2 separate regions of the Bombyx mori genome follow, and region 2 is linked to region 1. Evidence: chromatin contacts called from public Hi-C data. All regions are on one chromosome and are shown on one strand. Each heading gives the region's core, a stretch centred on a gene start, on an enhancer-like site or on the middle of the called end of the contact. The rest is flanking DNA. Distances are from core to core; before and after follow the strand shown. Region 1 overlaps LOC101746591 (5'-3' exoribonuclease 1). Region 2 holds the start of LOC101746591 (5'-3' exoribonuclease 1).

What was found. Hi-C and Micro-C count contacts between places; a contact is called where the count stands out from the background.
Region 2: a contact with region 1 is called in a Hi-C map of whole pupa, with 3 times the contacts expected there. The contact joins the promoter of LOC101746591 here to the enhancer-like site in region 1. A contact is called at or near these places in 5 of 7 Hi-C or Micro-C datasets (middle silk gland, midgut, posterior silk gland and 1 more).

Annotation. Positions count from the first base shown.
Region 1 is chr22:3,898,944-3,903,566 of ASM3026992v2, reverse strand. It overlaps LOC101746591 (5'-3' exoribonuclease 1), which reads left to right. Exons shown (of 32, transcript XM_012695337.4): 32 at 1-2,323. It overlaps LOC101736457 (DNA polymerase epsilon subunit 4), which reads right to left and starts at 4,184. Exons shown (of 2, transcript XM_004931945.5): 1 at 3,582-4,184; 2 at 2,884-3,089. The coding sequence starts at 3,875. The coding sequence ends at 2,946. Within about 2 kb of position 1,351, at least 2 of the 8 cell types and tissues checked have open chromatin away from gene starts, as enhancers often do.
Region 2 is chr22:3,941,183-3,946,239 of ASM3026992v2, reverse strand. It overlaps LOC101746591 (5'-3' exoribonuclease 1), which reads left to right and starts at 3,795. Exons shown (of 32, transcript XM_012695337.4): 1 at 3,795-4,153; 2 at 4,822-5,048. The coding sequence starts at 4,079. It overlaps LOC101736158, which reads right to left and starts at 2,227. Exons shown (of 5, transcript XM_004931942.4): 1 at 1,821-2,227; 2 at 1,521-1,642; 3 at 405-617. The coding sequence starts at 1,917.

The DNA.
Region 1 (4,623 bases), core at 102-2,601:
TTTGTAGCGGTGGTTAAAAATCGGTAATTTTGTTTAAAATTTAATATTATTTATTAGTTTAAAGCTTAAAATATAACGTATACTTCATGTACTTACCGAAAGTAAGATACTCCGGCCGTTAAATTGCTTTTTCGGGCATTTTTTGCAACTTTTGAATACACACTGCGGCATTGTGAGACGGGTTGACATTGGCCGTGTCGGAAGTGAACTAAACAAAATAAGAGCTCACATTTCAAGTGCGCTGTTATTTAACGAGACGGATTTTTGCGCCGACCCGAAATCTAGTTACTATTGTTGATCGAAGATTATGTATCGTTACAACATTGTCGACGAGAAGTCTACATATGACTAATTTATTGTGTGACAAATCAAGCCAGTTAAAAAATAGTTGTATAGACGGGTGAACGAGCCGACGCCCTGTCTGTTGTTAAGTAGTTACTGGGGCCCATAGACATCACTGAACGTATGCCGCCACCCACCTTGTGACTGTTGTTCTGCCTCAGTTGTAATTGTAAAATGGCCATACGAAAAACAAACAAACAAATACCACTCATAATATGCTTTATATAATACGATATAAAGGCGTCAGTGCTTTAGGTGAAGCATACATTAAATAATATAATGAACCACCATCGGAGTGATGGCCGTAAATATGTTTGTTTGTTTGAATCGACACGTTTACGCGAGGCCTATCTGAGTCCTTACTGCGAGCTTTTTAACGTTCTCGATAGCGTAAAAGCTAACCCAATTTTGTATGCAGTTGGAACAGCGCCCCTAGCGGCAAACGTAGGCAAACGATCTCTCTCCATACAAATATGAGCTAACTTTTAGGAACGTTAAAAAACTCGCACTTAGCTCACTGAATGCCTTGAAACTGTTACAGTTGTAGTTAGCGCTTTATGAGAGCGTGTCGTAGTTCCATAATCGTAAGATAGGTGCCGCGCGAGTAGTTAAAACTAATGAGTATTATACAAATTTATCGATATACAGAGAGAATCATGGCCGGGTGATGCTAGTCAATAATAAAATATACATTATTGATTCTGTATTGTTTGCGTGTGAAAACTATTTAAAACACGTTCTTGCATTCTAAAAAACAGATTCATATCATATTTTTAGATTAATTCTATATTCATGTAAATATTGTGATGTGATCTGCAGAATATTCGTGACTAAGTGCTTTATGATTTTTGTTTGTTAGATTGAATTTTATTAGACAATATAATAACAATTTGCATAATGCACAATCACTTATTTACTTGTAACTGAAGTTGATAGTGTACTGACGTGTAGTTTTGCTTGCGTCATTTCATATATACCGTTGCCCCACGCGACATCAGAGCAGCATGTATCCCTAATACCTAGAAACACTTTTTTTTCCTACCTATTCTAGTAACCTCAAGGGGTTACTAGAATAGGTAGGTCACCTACTACCGAACTAGTAGGTGACCTCACGGGGCTTAAACCTGGCGACTAGAAACACTGCGTTCCTCCATGGCAGTTTTCCAGAGTGCATAATTAGGCCATACCATCTGACTCTTAAACTTTAACTGATTAAATTGCCTTTTGAGTTTATCTTATCTCAGTTATTACGGGATCATCTCTAGCAATTCCCAAAGTACTCTCCACATAATAAATATGATTGAAAACACAGATAATGGTAAAGTATTTTTGTAGACCTAGTTTCCATGTGTTATTTTTGTTTACTCATTTTTGTAGACCTAGATTCCATGAGTTATTTTTGTTTACTCAGTGTCTCAGTGCAGTTTAACGGAATGAGACTCGCCACACTATGTGGAACTATAACTTAAGTTCAGTCTTAGAAGTTAAAAGATTGTGTATTTAAACCTCTTAATTTTAAATACAAATATTTTCTGTAAAACATATTTTTGTACCAAACGAATTTGAATTTTATCCTTTCTGCTAAACTGTCCACATGACCTCATAGAAGAGTTTCGTACATGTCCTACATATACTGCTCGAAGTACAAGATTTATTTCCTTGTTTTGTACAATGAGTAATAATTGATTAGTAAGCTATTTGTGACAGTTACTCTTTAAAATCTGATAGCCATGTAAGCCATTTGAAATTGAATAATTATCCAATACATAGCATTTCAACATTTAGTTCCCTTTGTCAATTTATCTTATAATTATTAGATAAAGATGGAACTACATATTAACTTGAACAGCTACTTAACTAATGGACGTAATGATGTCATAGATGTTATTTTGCTGTCAACATAAAAATGAAATGTTATTTTAATTTTTTTTACAAAATTTTTACAAATTTTAGTGGCAATAAAAAATAAAACAAGAAATAATTTAGTTTTTTTTTACTTAAAGAATTGTTACCTCATCTGTCATGTAGCATCTAATCACCTGAATGTAGTGACGGATAGCCATACAACACAAGATATCTGACTGATGCCTGAATCTCGCTTACATTTTTAAGATAGCTTGCATATATACAAGTCCCAAACAACATTTAGACAATCGTTCTACCAAGCAATATCCCTCACTCGGTGGAAGATCTTCCCTTTTTCATATATCTCCCCAGAATTGTTGTATTTGAAAGACTTAGGAAATCTACTAAATGTTAATTTTTATGCATATTTTAAATTCAAATCCATAGTAATAAGTTTATGAACTATGGCATGAATCCAATGAATTTGTTTTCTAGCTCATTGTAATTTGTGGAAATCTTTAAAGAGCTAGGTGATATTTTATTTATTAGCATAACTGGCAACATGTACCTAAAACCCTCCTCTTGTTGAGCAGTTACCTCTGAGTTAAGTATGAGTGCTTATGCAATTAAGTTTATTGTTGATGATGATTTGAAGAATTAAATAAAACCAAGTTAAGATCAACAATATAGACAAAGTTTTAAAATATTTATATAATTTATTTAATAACTAATGAATTATAAGATATTTCTTATAAAATCTAGAAGTCCATAGCACCTTCTAAAAAGCACAAACAATCAACTTTATCTATTACAAGTTCCAAATCTTTCTTTGATATAACCTTCCGTTTATTTGATGATGTAAATGCATAAGTTTCTTTCACTATTGTTTCTAGAAACATTTCCTGGAACAGAAATTAGATAAATTGTACTACTGTTTTACTCTAGCACCTTGTAACACATTTAAGGGGGTGCTAATATTTTCACACACCCAATTAAGCATAAAAAATTTATTTCATCCAGTAATTTTTCCACTAACAACTAGCACAACACAATCCAGGATTTAAATTAATGGCAATCTCTGAAGGTCAAAATTTTTGGGTTACTAAGCCAGAATAAGGAAATATATACAATGCCTGAGTGGTTATTGTTATAATTTTTTTTTTATGAATACAAAACTAAGTGCATTAAATAAAGGAGCCTTTAAGCTTTAAAAAAACCTTTTACACATCGCCGAGAACAGAGGAAGATGGTGAAACATCATGTAGAGAAGGATAATGGGAGATAGTCACAACCCTCAAACATGAGGAATCCAACTCACGGAGGAGGAAGCTTTAAATAAATGTCACGTTCATTTGAAATTTTAGAAATTAAAGATAATTATTTAGGATACTTACTGTCGCTTTAGTAACCAAAAATACAGCATCGCTAGATACAATATTTACATCTGGGTCCATTTTCATAATGTTTTTAATTCTCGCTATAGGAAGCTTTGTAGATCTTATAACTTCAGTTTTCTGTTTCTTCTCATGTACTTGTTCCTCAGAGTTTAGTTCAAATTCTAGTTTGTTATTATCTGCTTCTGTAGCCTCCGTCAGTGCAAATTTTAGATGTTCATTTTCTAGATATGATTCCGAATGCTCTGTAATATCTGAAATGTCGACATCTTCGTGGCATTCTTCTTCAGACATATTTTTTAAAGATGAAAGTTTATATGTACTTTAAAAAGTAAATATTTTATTCCAAAATTTACGTGCTAATAAAATCTTACAGTTAGAACATAAAGAATAATATGCACTAAGTGTAATATTTGGCAATCGCAGAGTAAAATAATTTATTTAATAACTTAATTTACTGTATCAGTCAAAGAAAATTATGTTTGCAATAAGTTTCTATTTAAATATCTAAGTTTATTTATTTAAAAATTAAAAAACCAAACATATAGTCGGATTTTTTATTAGACGAAGTAAACTGACGTTTACTGTGTTGTCAGTTTTTGATGAAATAAAAATAGTGTTGTGACAAAGTGAACGATTGAAAAAACTCCTGAATTAATGAAATTGCCCCGATTGTCTAGTGAATAGTTAGTGTGCCGAACTGCCGATATCGGGCACGGGGTTCGAATTTTAGCCGTGCTTTGTACATACCAACGAGTTTTCGACGAAACATTATGTTCCTATGGTATCTACCTGTACTGAATACCGAGTGTTTTAAACATTAAGAAAAACATTGCGAGGAAGCTTGTAAGACTGTCCTATTTCCAATGCATCATATAGTTGAAACTATAGATGTATAAAATGTAACAATTATAGGTACATAGGTAATGAAAATAAAACAAACTGATTGTAGTTACATACTACTAGTAACATATTATTATATTGGATCACTTTAATACAATTTTATTGTAAAATATAAATAATATTCTTTTATAGTTTGAAA
Region 2 (5,057 bases), core at 2,546-5,045, 40 kb before region 1:
ATAAATATTTTCTTTATATAATTACTTTCATTCAAATGTCTTTTCTAGTTCTAACTACTACGGTATAATATTAACACTACTTTGTTCTAATTAAATTATGAACAGAAGTAATGCAATTTTTACCTTTTAAATTTGCCTGGCGTATTTAGCAGGTTGTACTGATCATGCTCGCAGTTGCACTGAAATTTGCGAACATATATTAATATTGACGATAGAAAAATATTCTTTATCGTCAGAAACAGAGTGAATGCAAATTTCAGGTCACCTGCAATTATAATCAATACAACCTATTTGATACATTAGGTGGAAAAGTAAACAGCTGTTTGTTCCCATACTTGAATTCTATTATTTATTTTAAATATAAGGCACACTACAATTGCTGTTACCGTAAAGTTAATACTTACTGGTGACATAACAATTTCTCTATATTTTGTCAAGTACAAACGCAAAGGTTTCACGTAGTTATCAAATCCCAGGGTATTCAATGCGAACAATACATCTTCCCCGTTGATGGTCTTGCGTTTTTCAACCTTGCATCTGTCACTAGCCTCGCTCGTTACAAACGATATGAATTCTGATATACATTCCTGAACACATTCCCTTGCATCTTTTGCTATCTGTAAATCAATTAATACTATTTATGAATTAAGAAGAATGTAAATGCAGCATAAATCTACTTTTCAAAATAACATAACAAAGATGTACACTGATGATTGAAAATCAACTTTAAAATATGTAATTTTATGTGCTTGGTAAATGTAGCAGATTAATCAGCTGAAGAGCAAGGTAAACAACTCCAAGTGACACTTTGCGGTATTTCCGCAGAGAGGCGACAGTAAATTAATTTTATTTTCAGCAAACAAACACTTCCTATACTGCACTAGTACCGATATTCATAAATAACTTTAAATGAAATGCATCAGTACCAGTGGATGTGCAGAATACATGAAGCAAAATTAGTAACGAATGGGTACATATTCAATGTGTACTGTTCTAGTTTTATCAACTCATCTCATCTCTTGGATGTTGTAAAAAGTAAATTTGCGATTCATGAAAGAGGTCCCAGAGGTTTCAAATGATCCATGAGGGATTCTCGACAGCAGAAACGGACATCATCTGTATGAAGTCAAATGGAAGTAGCTGGTAACTGGAGCCCTGGCGCACTAGTTGGAGCAGGACACAAGTCCTGCCTGATATGGATTACTGGGACAACCATTTTATAATACCACTGAGACTGACATCATAACCTCAAGATAAGTGGAAGCATTCACATTATAATGTCAATGAGTTCCAGTAAAAACTCTACATCAGGCAGAACACATTAATCTGGATTACCAATGATATTTACTAATATTGATTGAATAAATATAGAAACATGTGATATATCTATATGCCACATTCATGCAAGAGAATATCTAAACTTGAAGTTTATATATATGGCCCATAAACTATTTTAGATCTAAAATTACAACACACTAACTGTACTTCGATAAAAATATTTTTTAATGCAATTCTTATACCTTTCCATTCTCTGGTATTGCCCGTTTCATTATTTTAGCTATATTCGCGATTGGTAAAAATCTATCCTGTTCTCTTAGCGGTGCATTGCTCTTACTCCCAGAGTCCGAGTTGTTTTCATCTTCTGCAAAAATACTGAAGGTCAGTGTTCTATACAAACTTAAAGAATGCACCAATATTAACTCTTCGAATTTCTGATTTTAAAATATTTGTTTATATTCAACGAAGACTATTATATAGTAGTAAACTTGTAAGTATTATTTTGTTTATGTACTTCTTAGACGATTAAGAAAATTGTTTACCTAACACATCATCAGAATTGACAACAAATGTGTCATCCGCTACCAAAAATCCATTGTCCAATCTCACTAAGTCATTTCCAAGTTCGTCGCTATCCATGATTAGAAATTTTAGTATCTACCTTTAGTAGTAGTTCACGCTTATTAAAAAAATGCGTGCTGGATTTACAGCTCAGCGTAACGTAGTGTTTACAAAATTGTGTATTCAAGGATGAAAGAAGTAGCTATCTTCTTTGAATCATTCGTTCAAATAATCAAGAAAGAATTGATGTGTTCGCCTGAAACTACATTGACATTTATATATTTATTCACACATTGAGTAAATGGAACTTGATTTATTTTATTTTGTAAAAAATCTATGGAATCACCACTGACTGACGTATGATTTTTTTTAAGGGATTTTATAACCTGGTACCTAAGACCTTTAAGTCATATCTTATTTTAATTTATATTCATATTTTTATGAAAAATGATATTATGGAGTGAAATGAAGTGAAGATGATTAATTTGAGACATTAATCAACTGGGATGAATTTAAATGAAATGAGATAAAATTATATGGGATGACATACAATCTTAGTAAAATGGTGGTCATTTACTGAGATTTCTTCAGTGGACTTTTTTAAGGATTCCGAAAAGCTACGTCAAAGCGGCTTTGTTTCATTTTCCCACATTAATGCACTTTCACAGATATTAAAAAGTTAATAAACCACCGTTAATTACGCAAAATTACAATTTGCGTAATTACTGGTGGTAGGACCTCATGTGAGTCCAGACGGGTAGGTACTCCCCCCCCCTGTTTCTGCCGTGAAGCAGTAATGCGTTTCGGCTTGAAGGGTGGAGCAGCCGTTGTAACTATACTGAGACCTTACAACTTATATCTCAAGGCGGGTGGCGCATTTACGTTGTAGATGTCTATGGGCTCCAGTAACCATTTAACACCAGGTGAGCTGTGAGCTCGTCCAACCAACTAAGCAATGAAACAAAAAACTATCTCCTATTGCGTGGTAATGAATAGTATCATTTTAACACGAAAGTTGTACATGACTGACACATATTGACATTTTTTTGTTGAAGTATTGTTGAAGCTTTCAATATTTTTTTGATCTACTTATGAAATAATTAGACAGTATAAACGCACTTGTTATCAAAACGCTAGTAAATACGGTCATTGCCAGCTGACTGACAAAACCGGCGCATGCGCAATGTAGGCGTGAGGTGATGGTTTGCTTGTTAGATATAAAATAATTAATAATTGGGAATATAATTGTTTATATAATCGAACAATCACCAATAGTTGTCGAACAAACGATAATTGATCAAAATTAATTACTCTGAGCGATAAAAATAAAGATATCTAGTAAAGGGAGGCAACTTAAGGGTGATCATTTTGTTTAATTAATTATAACTAAATAAAAGACGAACAAACAATTTTTATATTCGAACATTAACAAACAAACGATGAACAAATAAAAAAAATCTGAAAATCAAAAAAAAGGGGCCAAATTCAGTAAGCTGGGTATTAGGTACCTATAGGTACCCTGGATACTAAATCAATTTAAAAACACTACGACTACCACGTTTATAACGTGTACTTGAAATTTGACGGACTTTTTGGTGGGAACGCGACGAGAGAGGTTGTGTGATTTGTTTTATTTTGTCTATTTAGTGTTTCTTCAGGTTTAAATGCGTAATAACAGTGGCTTATTACTTAATTAGCATCTGCGAAAGTGCAAATGTGGGAAAATCAAACAAAGCCGCTGAACGTAACTTCTCGGGATCCTCCAAAAAGTGCACTGAAAAAATCTCAGTAAATGACCACCACTTTACTGAAATTATATTTCATCCCATATCATCTCATCTCATTTCATACGATTTCATTTCATTTCATACTTTCTTTCAAAGATTAGGCTGTATGTTATGATATCTTTGCCTTTCCAATTGGAAAAGTAAAACTACTACTAATAGTTTGACGTATAAGTCAAAAGATCTATGAAGAGAAGACCATAAATTACCCAGTTAAACTATGATGGTGTGACGTGTGGTGTGTGTGTGTACCGTCCTGTGATTCTCAAAATTAAAATAAAATTTGATCAATCAATCTATAAAATTAAACTCTCAGTTACAAAAGTTGTAACTTTAGAATATAATCTTGGAGTGTTGCAATATCCAGTCCTGTGGGTGACGAACAGTGAATAAACTTAGTGCAAGCGTTTATCTCTAAATAAGGTTAACTGTTCCAGTGTTAACTATTGTCAAAAATGGGTGTCCCAAAATTTTTCCGTTATACCAGTGAAAGGTATCCTTGTCTCAATGAGCTGGTAAAACAGTATCAGGTAATTAATTTAGATACTAAATTACCTATTATTAATGGCGGAAATTAGTGCTTACACCTGTGTTCTTATTTTGACATGTAACTAAATTTGTTTCAAATGTTGTCTGTCAAATTATCATAAGTGCAATATAACTGGCTAGAATTGAATCATTTGTGATAATATGAGGGTGAAAAGATTATGGCTTCCGGTTCTGAATATTACGACACTAGCACCTTAAAATATTTCGTTAATTAATATACAAGAAAATTCATAATATAGTTATTTAGTCAACATTCAAAAAAACATTCAATATATTAAAACGTAATCAGCGTAAAAATTAAGGATATCTACTTTGCAACTTCCTGTCTAGACTTAACCTAAACAGCCAAACAATTCTAAATTAAAACAAGTACCATAAATCATTTGATACATTAAAATATATTGTAGTCTCTTGAAGGGTTAAGTTACTACTACATGGTAAAATTGACCAAAGTGAGGAAAATCACACATCCATGTTAGTGGTAGGTTTATGTCAATAAACCTGACTAAGATGTAGGCCGGTATAGGCTAAAAAGTTATGGTTTGAATTGAGTTATCTTCATTTAAAATGTTTCTTTTTTTTAAATCCATTTTTTGTGTGCAGCATTAATTGAATCCCAAGTGAAAGTTTGAAATTAAATCTTTTACAGATTCCAGATTTTGATAACATGTATTTAGACATGAATGGAATCATTCACAATTGCTCGCATCCTGATGACTCCAACCCACATTTTCGTATCACTGAAGAGAAGATATTCACTGATGTCTTCCATTATATTAGTATTTTATTTCAAATTGTCAAGCCAAAAAAATTATTTTTCATGGCTATTGATGGAGTTGCACCTAGAGCGAAGATGAACCAGCAGAGAGGCAGAAGGTATAGTCA